Regions from separate parts of the Sus scrofa genome. Here regions 1 and 3 are each linked to region 2. Evidence: chromatin contacts called from public HiChIP or PLAC-seq data. All regions are on one chromosome and are shown on one strand. Each heading gives the region's core, a stretch centred on a gene start, on an enhancer-like site or on the middle of the called end of the contact. The rest is flanking DNA. Distances are from core to core; before and after follow the strand shown. Region 1 overlaps TMEM72 (transmembrane protein 72). Region 2 overlaps ALOX5 (arachidonate 5-lipoxygenase). Region 3 overlaps NCOA4 (nuclear receptor coactivator 4).

What was found. HiChIP or PLAC-seq counts read pairs in DNA pulled down with a chosen protein or histone mark.
Region 1: an H3K27ac HiChIP or PLAC-seq map of alveolar macrophages shows a contact between it and region 2. The contact joins two enhancer-like sites. A contact is called at or near these places in 3 of 47 Hi-C or Micro-C datasets (heart right ventricle, liver and skeletal muscle) and 1 of 2 datasets of contacts at active chromatin or transcription factors (alveolar macrophages).
Region 3: an H3K27ac HiChIP or PLAC-seq map of alveolar macrophages shows a contact between it and region 2. The contact joins two enhancer-like sites. A contact is called at or near these places in 1 of 47 Hi-C or Micro-C datasets (heart right ventricle) and 1 of 2 datasets of contacts at active chromatin or transcription factors (alveolar macrophages).

Annotation. Positions count from the first base shown.
Region 1 is chr14:91,150,999-91,155,200 of Sscrofa11.1, reverse strand. TMEM72 (transmembrane protein 72) reads left to right here. Exons shown (of 4, transcript XM_021072810.1): 3 at 2,678-2,817. Among named protein-coding and RNA genes, the nearest start is that of RASSF4, 15 kb to the right of the region's middle. Within about 2 kb of position 1,995, at least 10 of the 83 cell types and tissues checked have an H3K27ac peak or open chromatin away from gene starts, as enhancers often do. A contact at or near this core is called in alveolar macrophages, where this site is marked.
Region 2 is chr14:90,883,614-90,887,708 of Sscrofa11.1, reverse strand. The region is part of intron 3 of ALOX5 (arachidonate 5-lipoxygenase); the gene reads left to right. Among named protein-coding and RNA genes, the nearest start is that of ALOX5, 21 kb to the left of the region's middle. Within about 2 kb of position 2,533, at least 7 of the 83 cell types and tissues checked have an H3K27ac peak or open chromatin away from gene starts, as enhancers often do. A contact at or near this core is called in alveolar macrophages, where this site is marked.
Region 3 is chr14:90,519,210-90,523,484 of Sscrofa11.1, reverse strand. The region is part of intron 1 of NCOA4 (nuclear receptor coactivator 4); the gene reads left to right. Among named protein-coding and RNA genes, the nearest start is that of NCOA4, 9.8 kb to the left of the region's middle. Within about 2 kb of position 2,979, at least 12 of the 83 cell types and tissues checked have an H3K27ac peak or open chromatin away from gene starts, as enhancers often do. A contact at or near this core is called in alveolar macrophages, where this site is marked.

The DNA of each region.
Region 1 (4,202 bases), core at 746-3,245, 270 kb before region 2:
GAAACGAATCTGACTAGGAACCATGAGGTGGTGGGTTCGATTCCTGACCTCGCTCAGCGGGTTAAGGATCCGGCATTGCCGTGAGCTGTGGTGTAGGTCGCAGACATGGCTCGGATCTGGCCTTGCTGTAGCTGTGGCATAGGCCAGTGGCTACAGATCCAATTAGACCCCTAGCCTGGGAACCTCCATATGCTACGGTATAGCCCTAAAAAGACAAAAGACAAAAAAAAAAAAAAAAAAAAAAAAGAAAGAAAGAAAAAAAAGCATGCTAAGAAATTGTACAGGCCAATTCTATAGCCCAGTGAGGTCTGCCAATGAAAGATCCAGGTTCCAATCCCAAATATTCTGATACATCCAGTCTGCAGCTGGCCCAGGAATCTCTGCTTTTCCATATTCCCCAGGGGATTCTGATTGGAGGGTCCCTAGACCCTTGGAGCATGAGGAGACTGAAGCAGTCTGGATGGGGAGGACTCTGATCAGATTCAGAAGGAGCCTCGGGCAGCCTGGTGGTGACAGTGGAGGAGCAGGAGGCGAGGAGGTGAGGGCCAGGGAGTCAGGAAGCCCGAACGGGAAGCTGGTGTAAGGGTTCAGGGGGCAGGCCCTGAGCTGAGCAATACAAGTGAGACCAGAAAGAATGGGAGTGATTCTAAGGCTATCGAAGGAACACAGTCAACCCTTCCTGGTGACTGTTGGGATGACAAGAAGGAAGGGGGTCAGGAATGGCTCCAGCTTTAAGGCTCAGACAACCAGGCAGTAAGTAGAAGGATGTGGCTGCCAGTGTCCATGCAGGGGTGCTAGGATCAAGGCAGTCTCCTCTGCTGGTCTGCAGCTCCCTTGCCCACCTCTGGGCCCCGGCCACCACCCCTATCCTCACTACCGAGTCCTGGCCCCACCCAGTGCAGGCCCTGGAATCCAGGCAGCTCTTGGAGGATGTTGGACAAGAGACAGGATTAGATAAAGAAACTCCTGGTCTGTAGTTCGGCTATGCACAGATGCCCAGGAGGCCAAGGTGCTGTGAGAAGACACTCAAAGGAAAGCAAAGGGAGGGTCAGTGGGTGTCACCTCCCTCACCTGTCTCCACCATAGGTTTATAGGAGCCGCCGTCTCTGTGATCGAAGGGGCCTACTTTGTGGCTCAGCTGCTGGCCATCTGCTTCCAGTAAGTAGCCTCCAGAGTGATCCCACCACTACCCCCAGCTCCAAGCACTCCCAGATGCCTCCACTCTGAGGCCACAGCCGAGGAGATGTTCTGTTCCCAAAGCAGCCATGAGCCTGTGTAGAGCCCCAGCCTGGATGTGGGCTCAGGCCTGTGGGGCTCAATGTCCCCAGTTCCCTTCTCCAAACCAGGGAGAGGATGAACACATCCATTTAGGACCTGACCCCACCCAGAATCCCCCTGCAGTGCCCATCCCCACCTTCCATAAACAGCCAGTCACTCAACCCGCCATCTGAGTCATCCACCAGGAGGTGGGGACCCAGCGGGAGGCCAGCTTGAAGCACACAGAGCTGGCCTTGAGAACTGATTCTGCCTTCTGCTGGGACCCAGGGACAAGCCAGGGTCACAGCTCCCACCCCACTCCACCCCTGCCCATTTTTGGGGCAGGAGGGCAGAGCTTGCAGAGTCTTGGGAGGCTACATGGGCCCTGAGGCCTCTACCTCTACCCAGTCATGCTCAATTCATGGAAGCTATCATCAAGGTGGCCGAAGGCTGGCCCTGGACCACAGTTCTCAGGACCTGGATGGTTGGGTCTCACATGGTCAGCAAAAGAGGCAAGCTTTAAACCCAGCTGTCCTAGCATCTTGCAAGGCCACTGGCTGCCTCCAAGGGCTACCAACCCTGAGGCAGAAGGCTTCCACCAGACTCTAGCAACCTCTCAGGAGCAGAGGAAGGAGGAGCCCTAGGGCCTACATGGGCTTTTTACCCTCTCCCTCCACTCCCAGCCAGGGGCTTGTCACAAAATAATGACCACTGGGGGGCAGCAATGAGCCACAGCAGCTGAACACTGGAGGAGGGCTATGCTACTGCAAAGCCAGCCTGGGGAAGGATGCAGTATGCAGAACCCCATTCTAGGCCACTTCAGAGGATGAAGGAGATGAATCTAAAGGCAAACACTTTCCTCCTCTGCATCCTGGAGGCAGCTCCCTGAGGAAACCAGCTCAGTATCAAGCCTCTGTCAGGCCCATGTGTGGTCCCTGTGTCCGGTTAACAGAGAAGCCCCTCTGGGCAGATGCCACCTTATGCCTAAGCAAGGCACCTTTGATCAGAGTGCAGCTGGATTCAAGACCTCTCAACCATGTGGTCAGGTCCTTTTTGCAGTGTATAACCCTCACAACTATCCAGCCTTCTCTACTGCCCTGTGGACTTCCCAGTGTACCCTGAGTGTCCTAGTCTCCTTCCCACTGCCTCTGCAGTGACTTAAGAGCATTTACCTCCCTCTGCTCTAGACCAGAAAGACAGAGCTGAGCAGCCTTTCAGAAAATGTACAGGAGACCCTCAGGAGAGGCCTCAGGCAAGGCCCTTAACTGTGGAACCCATAGTAAGGACTTTAGCCCCTAGGGGCAGGGGGGAGAGACTATGGCCCCAATAAACCCAATCCCAGACTCCAATGGTTTTATAGATTGCTGGGACTTATCCAAATGTTCCTACTTCCTGCCAATCCTGGACTTCCTCTCCTCAGGTGTCAGCCAGGGTCCTTGGCCTACAGAGCAAAGGAGAAGGCTCACTGGCTGGGCTGCTTCCAGAGGTTTCTGGCCTACATGCTGCTGTCCGTGGCCTGCTTTCTCCACCCTGTCCTGGTCTGGCATGTGACCATCCCAGGTAAGAGTTCCAGGAGGTATGGGGTGGGGGCAAGCAGCACCCCCTGCAGGTAAGCTCTGAGCAGGGGGGGCTGAATCCCCCTCTCATGAGTCTGCAGTGACACTGGCTCCAGGGCATCAATGGTCCCACTGCCTTCTCTGGCATTGACCGTAGCGATGAAGAACTCATCATGTGGCAGGAAAGTCCCCAAAACACGTCTTTCACATAGGTGTCCAGAGGCTGTACCCACAAAAGGAAAATGACTTTTTCTCCAATGCTTGCATGTGGGCTGAGCTTTTAGAGGGGCTGAGATGGTCACTTCTCCATCCAGACCCTTTTGTGCCTCCTCAGCTCCTACCCATTCAGGTCCAAACTCCTCAGCCTGGTGTGAATGGCACACCAAGATGGGCTCCCTGGCAACCCCACCCTCCTCTCTCACTCCACTGACCCTGCCAGTCAGCCCAGATTCTGATCTCAGAAGCCAGAACTTGATGCTTCCACCTCCTGAGTTTTAACAATGACCTTTGCCAGTGGGACCCTTCTCTTCCTTCCCCCCCCCCAGCTGTGAAAACTGCACCCCTCCCCACGACCCATGTAAAAGGCCAGGAAGCCTACTGCCCATGGAGATGAGGTTGAAAGGCAGAGCCTCCTCTTCCTTCTAGCCATTTCTCTTAAGGTACCCCTCCCAGCCCTTCAGGACCATTCTGTGCAGCTGCCAGTGGACTCCTGAGCAGGACTCAGCACTGCCAAGGCCAGTGTGAGCCACCACCTCCCACTCTATATACAGCGTGAGATGTGTTAGGAGTCTCTGGCCCTGGCGGGCAGGACAGCCAAGTTCACCCCTTTCCTTGCACAGAGAGGGGCTCCCTGAAGGAGAGAGAGGAGCCTCTGACCTGGAGGCTGCTTCGTGAGGGTCCAGGAGGGGAGCCAACACTGTGCCCAAAGAGATTTGCCACTTCTTCCATGTTTATTGGGCAGGGCGCAATAAAGGAGGATTCCCCCACTCCTGGGACTGGAAGGAAGCCCAGTTCAGCAGTTGGGGCCCGATATCCAACACAGCCTCCAGATCTGTTGAAGGCATTGCCGGTCCAGCCCCAACAAGCCACCCCTGAGAGGGAGTCTGGGCGTGGTGATGGGAGGACAAGCTGGCAGCACCTGGATTGGCTGTCACAAGAAGGGGGCCTAGGGCACAGGGTCTTCTGGCCAAAGGTCAGAATGAGGGCCCCAACACAGCATTGGCCCCATTGTCACCCCTTGGCCAGGTGTCAGCCCTGCCACATGAGCTTGATATGAGTGTGTGAGGACAAGTTAAGTGTGAGGGCTGGCACCCCGGGGGCCTGAATATGGTCACACAGGCATGCCACCCGTGGCCCTCTGGAACCATGGGTATGGACAGCCTCTGGTTT
Region 2 (4,095 bases), core at 1,284-3,783:
ATAAAATATGAGCAGTGAGTGTACAAAAATGTGCTCATCCTAATTTGTAATCAGAGACATAAAAAGTAAGGTCACAATGGGAGTTCCCTGGTGGCCTAGCAGTTAAGGATTGGGCGTTGTCATTGCTGTGGCTTGGGTTTGACCTCTGGCCTGGAAACTTCCACATGTCTCAGGGTAAGCTCACAGTGAACTACTACTGCTGCTACATATGCACACGCACACACACAAGTACGCACACACCCCAAATGGGCAAAACTGAAACAATCCGACAATACCCAAGTGTAAAAGAAGTGTGGAAAAGTGGGAGACTCATGCACTGCTGAAAGGGTATAAATTCACATAACCTCTGTAGAACCCAATCTTCCCAAATCTGATGAAACTGAAGCTACATTATGATCTATGATCCGCAAAGTCTGCTCCTAGATACAAGTCCCTGTGCAGGTGCACCTGGAGATATGTATACAGATGGTCGCGGCGGTATTATTTATGAGAGCCGAAAGTGGAAATCATCCAGTGTCCATCAATGGTAGATGGATAAAAAACTGATCATTCCACCCTGCAAGTAAGAGCAGCAAACTTCTGGTACCCAGAGCAACATGGATGAACCTCACCAGCACAGTACTGAAGAACTTAAGCCAGACACATGTCTGGTCAGTCCACAGGTTTGGAATTATATTGTTTAGGGAAACTGGTATAGCAGTGGTGCCATAAACAATATCAGGAAATCATGATCACAAAAGCGAGGTGATTGGGGGAGGTGGAATGGGCAGGGGTTTGAGGGTACTGGCAATGTTCTGATTTTTGATCTGGATGTTGGTTACACAGATGTTTTGTGCATTTTTATGCGTGCATGAGTATGTGCATATATACATATACATATGTACATATTTATATATTCTATTTCATAATAAAAATTATAAATGAAATTTTTATGGTGTTAGCACCAGAGAGAATAAGCTGATTATACAGTGGGTAATGTGAAGGATCTATGAATTTGTGATTTATTGTAGAATTTTGTGAGTAAGCATCTCAGCTCAGGCACCTTATTGATGTTTTATTTTATTTTATTTTATTTTTTTGTCTTTTTGTTGTTGTTGCTATTTCTTGGGCCGCTCCCGCGGCATATGGAGGTTCCCAGGCTAGGGGTCCAATCAGAGCTGTAGCCACCGGCCTACACCAGAGCCACAGCAACGCGGGACCCGAGCCGCGTCTGCGACCTACACCACAGCTCACAGCAACGCCGGATCGTTAACCCACTGAGCAAGGGCAGGGACCGAACCCGCAACCTCATGGTTCCTAGTCGGATTCGTTAACCACTGCGCCACGACGGGAACTCCCTTATTGATGTTTTAGACCTTTGTGCTTGATGCAGTGCCCAAGGCATTGTCAAGAGCTCTGCACCGCCCCCTCCCATCCTAAAGGTTGGTGTTCATATGCCCCTTTCTCGACTTTCCTACCCCACTTCAGCCACCCGTGGCAAAGTCCCTCCAGTGAGCACTCTCTGTGCTGCTGGCCTTGGAAGGACGGAGTCCTAGATTGTGGTAATGTTAAACAGATTTCAGAGAATCAGGCTAGTTTGTTTCCTGTTAAGAGAGTGGACAGCGAGTCCTATCAGTTCCACTAATTCAGACTAAGACCTTAATGGCTGATAAATTAAATCAGCTCTGCAGGCATGTTGCCTTAACCCAGTATTTTCCAAAGTGTGCCCTGGATCATTGGTCCCAAAACTTTCTCTCCATAGTGAAGTTTGGGAAACTATATTGCATCCCCCCACTTAGAGGTTCCCAATGCACATAAACACTAAAGATTCGGAGAAGTTCTGGGGTAATGGACCCTGGTTTAAAAAAAAAAAAAAGGTTTTAATCCAGTGTTTCCCAAAAGAGCTTGACTCTTAAAGTCCTGCAGAACGAATGCTGTGTGCAGCCTTATCTGGGAAATACCCCTCCCCCAGAGAGAGGTTGGTTCAGTGGTGTGTTTGTTCTACAGAGATGGGACTTTCAGCAGGGTTTAAGGAGATGGGGCAGGGGGTTTTCTGGTGAGATAAATCTAATTGCCATCTTTTCTTCCTCCTACTCATCTGTCCTTTTCAGACCTCTTCCTTTGCTTCCGTTCAGGAAACACTGAACTTGTCACGTCTGCATATTCTTCTAGTTCCTCTTTCACATGGACTCTCAGGCTTCCAGATCACAGCTTGGAAGTCAAGTCACAACTAAGAATAGTTTCCCGTATGTCAGAAGTTGACAAGCCCAGCTGGCTCTCACCACACAACCAGCCAGGGAAGGAGAAGGAGACCCTCACACAGATTGTAACCCAGTGCTCATGTCCGCTCACTGCGACTGCATATTCCTGTGTGGCGGGCACACACACACACACATGATATATGGTGTGATGGATTTTCATCTACATCATTTAATCTAATCATCCTTTGACTTGCTTTTTTCACTTGTTCTGTTTCGAAGAACAACCGGTTGACACAGATAAGTGTTGACCATTCATTGTAGCTTCTGTACAGCGCACTGTCGTGTGACCAACCGCTGTGCCCTCCCACTGCCCCCTGGTGGACGTGTGGGCTGTCTTTACTTTCTGTCCATTACAACTGCCCGGCTGAGAGCCTCCTTACACGGCTGGTCTCCTGGTGCTCCTGTGAAAGAGGTACACTGGGAACATCCCGAGAGTAGACATGCACGTTTGCAGACCACATGTTAAGTTTTCTAAATATCGCCGATTGTTTTCGAAAGGGGTCCTGCCAAGTTTCACCGTAGAGCCATTCCTGAGTGGTTCTCTCCCCACACCATGGACCCACTTCACTCCTTGAGACATCTTCATTCCTGTTAATCTCATGTGTGTGCGTCATCTCACTGTTTCCCTCGCCCTTAAGTTGCCACATAGTTCTCACTTTGCATGAAGGTACCAGAGCTTATTCAGCCATTCTCCTATTGATGGACATTCAGCTTGTTTCCCATTTGTATATTGGGAACATATTTATATTGGGAAATACATTTTGGTGTATTTGGTTTTGGTATTAAAAACAGTGCTGCGATATTCACAATAGCCAGGACATGGAAACAACCCAAATGTCCATCGACAGATGACTGGATTCGGAAGAGTGGTATATATACACAATGGAATACTACTCAGCCATAAAAAAGAATGACATCATGCCATTTGCAGCAACATGGATGGAACTAGAGAATCTCATCCTGAGTGAAATGAGCCAGAAAGACAAAGACAAATACCATATGATATCACTTATAACTGGAATCTAATATCCAGCACAAATGAACATCTCCTCAGAAAAGAAAATCATGGACTTAGAGAAGAGACTTGTGGTTGCCTGATGGGAGGGGGAGGGAGTGGGAGGGATCGGGAGCTTGGGCTTATCAGACACAACCTAGAATAGATTTACAAGGAGATCCTGCTGAATAGCATTGAGAACTATGTCTAGATATTCATGTTGCAACAGAAGAAAGGGTGGGGGAAAAAACTGTAACTGCAATGTATACATCTAAGGATAACCTGACCCCCTTGCTGCACAGTGGGAAAATAAAAAAAAAAAAAAAACAGTGCTGCGAGAAACAACTCTGTACAAACATCTTGATTACTCGTGCTTTAATTACTATCAGATTAATTTCCAGAACTCAAAGTCCTGGATCAACTAAGCATTTTTCATTTTAAGAAATACCGACAAAATTCCCTTCCCAAAATTTTATAGCAATTTTCAATCCTACCAATGGTATATGAAAATATCCTGTTACCCATACCTTCTCCAATATCTGATGACATTGATCTCGTAAATACCTGGCAGTCCAGGAGTTCCCATCGTGGTGCAAGGGAAACGAATCCGACTAGGAACCATGAGGTTACAGGTTCAAAATCTGGCTCACTCAGTGGGTTAAGGATCTGGTGTTGCCATGAGCTGTGGTGTAGGTCGCAGGGGCGGTTCAGATCTGGCGTTGCTGTGGCTGTGGTGTAGGCCGGCAGCTGTAGCTCCCATTCGACCCCTAGCCTGAGAACCTCCAGATGCCGCAAGTGCGGCCTAAAAAGCCAAAAAAGAAAAGAAATACTGACAAAATTCCCTTCCCAAAATTTTATAGC
Region 3 (4,275 bases), core at 1,730-4,229, 360 kb after region 2:
ACGGGCTGAACCCCAGCTGGGCTAAACCCCAGCTAGGCTGACAGTGGTAATCTTGAAGAGTCACGAGCTACTGGCAGGTACATTCCAGTAATAACTCCAGAAGCCTCCCATCTGACCGACATTTATTTCTCTATAGTGATTAGCGGCAAAATCCTTCAAGGTGTCTTGATGATTTGGGGTGTGGATACAGGCTAATCGCTGGAGCAGGTGGGTCGAGAAGCGGCTGGAGAGAAGCCCTGGGCATGGGTCAGGACTTGGCGAGCCGGCTTCGCCCTGAGCAGTGGGGCGGGGATGGTGGCGTCCTGCCCAGAACTCAAGCGGCGTTGGAGCCTTGTCGGAGCTTTGCGGAAGTTTGGGGGTCTTCTAGGTGCGGGGAGGGTCCAGTGGGCGGCCCGAGTGGGCGGAGCCTTCAGCTCCATTCTGCTGCCGACATGCGCGCTCCCTCCTGCCCGTGGGCCGCTGCCAGACGTGCCGGCTGGGTGGGGCGCCTCTTACAGGTTGGGGCACCTCACCCACTGCTGAATAAAACAGCCTCCTGCTTGCCCGGCAGCTCGCGCGGTGGGGACCTGGCCTACGAGGTAAGTCTGGCAGCCGGGGCCACAGAGGGACCTCGGGGTGGGCTCTTCTTGACCGGCCAGGAATGGGCCTGGGCTGTGTGCGTACTAGTCAAGCCTTGCAGGTGCCCGCTTCGAAGAGGAGCGGCAACCCGCAGCTGCAGCTTCCAGACAGGACCCGGTCGGGTCTTCTTAGGGCGGCTGTGCTCTTAGAAAGTTCGGGGAACCTGGAAAGTCACATGAATCACTGTTGCTTTTTAATTAGAAATGTCTTACTTGGCATTAGATTGTAATGACCAATTTTGTGGTTAGTTTTCAGTTATTGCTTCAGAAGGCTGATGTGCTAGGATTGATTGCTCATAGTTAACATGGATGAAGGTAGACATATCTGAGTGCCGTAAGGTCTGAAATGTTAAAACGGTCCTAAAATATGCTATCGTGAATTTATTATTACCTAATTTTTGTTTGTTTCTTCAGGCATTAACCTTTATTTACGTGGCTTTTAAGACATTACAGGAGTTCCCGTCGTGGCTCAGAAGAAACGAATCTGATTAGCATCCATGAGGATGCAGGTTCGATCCCTGGCCTCGCTCAGTGGGTTAAGGATCTGGTGTTGCAGTGAGCTGTGGTGTAGGTCAGACGAGGCTCGGATCCTGCGTTGCTTTGTCTGTGGCACAGGCTGGCAGCTACAGCTCCAGTTATACCCCTTGCTTGGGAACCTCCATATGCCGCAAGGGTGGCCCTAAAAAACAAAGCAAAACAAAAACCCAAAACCAACATTACAGAGAATCAGATCCTAAATTTCAGAAACTACTTATTAAAGAATTAAAGGGCTAGGGTAAGATACACATATTATAACCTTTGAATTAATGAATTTTGATATAAAAACAACCTTTTATTTTTTTGAACTGAGAATAAGTAGAAAGAACCTACCAAGTAAAGAAATGCCTCAAATGAAATTGCAGACTATTATTCTATAATTTATAATTTTTTTCCCTGAAAATGTGTACAAATGATCTTATACATATTGTTTCATCAGAGATAACCAAATTGGTAGTTGTATTTCAAACTTAGAAATTCATAGACCATAAGTTTCCTACGATTTTTTTTTTTCTTTTTTCTTTTTAAGGGCTTGGTCTTCTAGCAGTGAATTAGATGCTAGGAAAATAAGTAAAAAGTGGATATCTGTTTTGGAGGGGAAGGCCCGGTGGGAAGGGGGAGGAACAGTGTGACTGGAAGGAACAGAAATGACTTGCAGGAGTTCCCGTCGTGGCTCATCGAAGCTGACTAGGATCCATGAGGACGCGGCCCCGGCCTCACTCGGTGGGTTAAGGATCTGGTGTGGCTGTGAACTATGGTGTAGGTCGCAGATGCAGCTTGGATCTGGCATTGCTCTGGCTGTGGCATAGGCTGGCAGGTGTAGCTCCAATTGGACCCCTAGCCTGGGAATCCATATGCCGTGGGTGTGGTACTAAAAAGCAAAAAAAAAAAGAAGAAGTGGCATGTAGTCTTAGCCTCATTCGGAGGGACGAATGGAATGCAGAGTGGTTGTGATAAGATGTGAGATCAGAACCCAGGGCTCTTGTGCCTATCCTTCATACTTGGAAGTGTTTTGGTTATTCTGAGCCTATCATGACATGCAAGAATACTGTTTATTTTTGTTAGCATTATCTAAGGAAGAAGGTTCTGAAAAATTGTTATAATTTATTGAGAACTGTGAGAATGGACTGAGATTCCTAATGAAAGTTGTTCTGATAGTAACCCATTAGAATGTTAGTTTTGGAGTTCCCGTCGTGGCACAGTGGTTAACGAATCCGACTAGGAACCATGAGGTTGCGGGTTCGGTCCCTGCCCTTGCTCAGTGGGTTAATGATCCGGCGTTGCCGTGAGCTGTGGTGTAGGTTGCAGACGCGGCTCAGATCCCACGTTGCTGTGGCTCTGGCCTGGGCCAGTGGCTACAGCTCCGATTGGACCCCTAACCTGGGAACCTCCATACGCCGCGGGAGCTGCCCAAGAAATAGCCCAAAAAAAAAAAAAAAAAAAGAGTAGAATGTTAGTTTTAATCTCTAGTGTTCACAAATAAAAATAATTTATGGATGATAATAAACTAAAGGAAGAAGAAGCTGGTCAGAGGGAGAGAATTCAGGACTAGATCCTAAGAGTCCTAGTTCTAAAGACAAATCTACCTTTTATGGCTATGGCCCTTTAGATGGTCATTTAAAGTATCTAGGCCTTTGTGGTTTCTTTTATAAAAATGAGAGTAGTCTCTAAAGAGATCATTATGGTTTTTTCCAACTTTAAATTGTGGTTTAAATTGTGTTGGTCACAAGAGAGTTACAGCTCTTAGGAAATTTTTAAACTTGTGATAAGTACTTAGCTTCGTTTGTGACTTCGTTGCTCAATTCTGGTTCCATGATCTTTGGATTTCATAACTAGGTTTGTGCAAAGCATTGTGCAAAAGGGGCATATATAGTTTATAGAACTCTTCAAGGAGAGCTCCAGGTTTCCCTGGAGCTTTATTTATTTGTTTGAAGGATCTGTGTGTTTCCCTCTTGATTTCTTACCTCCCCCAAAACCTAGGACAGGGATCCTAGGGGCAGGGAAGTTTTAGAAAGCACTTAGACATTTAACTTGTCTCAAAAAAAAAAAAAAAAATCATGTGTAAGGCACCCTAATTTTGAAGGTGGTAAAGCAGTAGTTCGGATTATAAAGGTAAAAGAAAAAGACATTTTTAGTAGTCTTTCATTGATTTGAATTTTAGAATTAGAGCTGAAATCCAGTCTTTTCACTGGTAAGAAAACAGGCAAAAAATGTATATACTTGGTGTATATTAGAGGGTTTAGACTATTGAGTTTTTGCCATGAAAACAACTTGCCTTTTGCTATGTTAAATAGTGAGAGTGTAGATGGGGAGCTAGTTTATTATTAAATATCCTTCCCCCTAAGTCTATGAAGTAGGTATTGTTATCTTCATCTATAATTAGGACATTAGGTTCAAAAAGGGTAAATGATCCGAAGTTATAGCATTGATTAATGGCTGTATGAGTCTAAGCCAGGGCGTCCTCACTTCAAAGCCTTTTCTAGCGTCAGTACTGTTTTCTGTAGTCCAAAGGTTGAAGTTCCTTAGGTCCCCATAACTCAGCTAAACCTAAGAACAAAAACAGCAAAAGCCTTAAAAAATGTGGTGTATACGAGGCTGGGTTAAGTGATTATAGGCAGATGTTGTCTCTCTTTAACTTCACTGCAGCACTTGGTAGCTACTGTCATTGTCTCTGTTTTTTTTTCCCAGAGGATATTGAGGTCCAAAAAGGTTAAGTGTCTAGCTCCTGTGTCTCAAGTTTGCAAATAAAGCCAGAATTCTGGTTTTGTAGACCTCAGAGTAATCTTTTAACCCTCATGCTCGTTACACTGGTTGTCTAACCTGAAACAAATGGTAAATTGTTGAAATTGCCCATGTGAGCTAGATAACTTATTTGAGTCTCTTTGGATGTGACATTTTATAAAACTAGCTCAGGCTTCACTTTATGGTGGTTTGAATTCACCTGTGTGGAGGAATTCTTGGTTTCAGCTTGGAGGGCTTCCTCCTCACTGAAGGCAGACCTTTGCACAGCTCCTTTCTTGGAATCTAGGCTTATGGAAGCTGACTGCCCCTTGACTGCTCCACACAGCAGGGGCAGCAAAGGGACAGGCATCCCAGGACTGGCATAAAGAAATTAAATAGG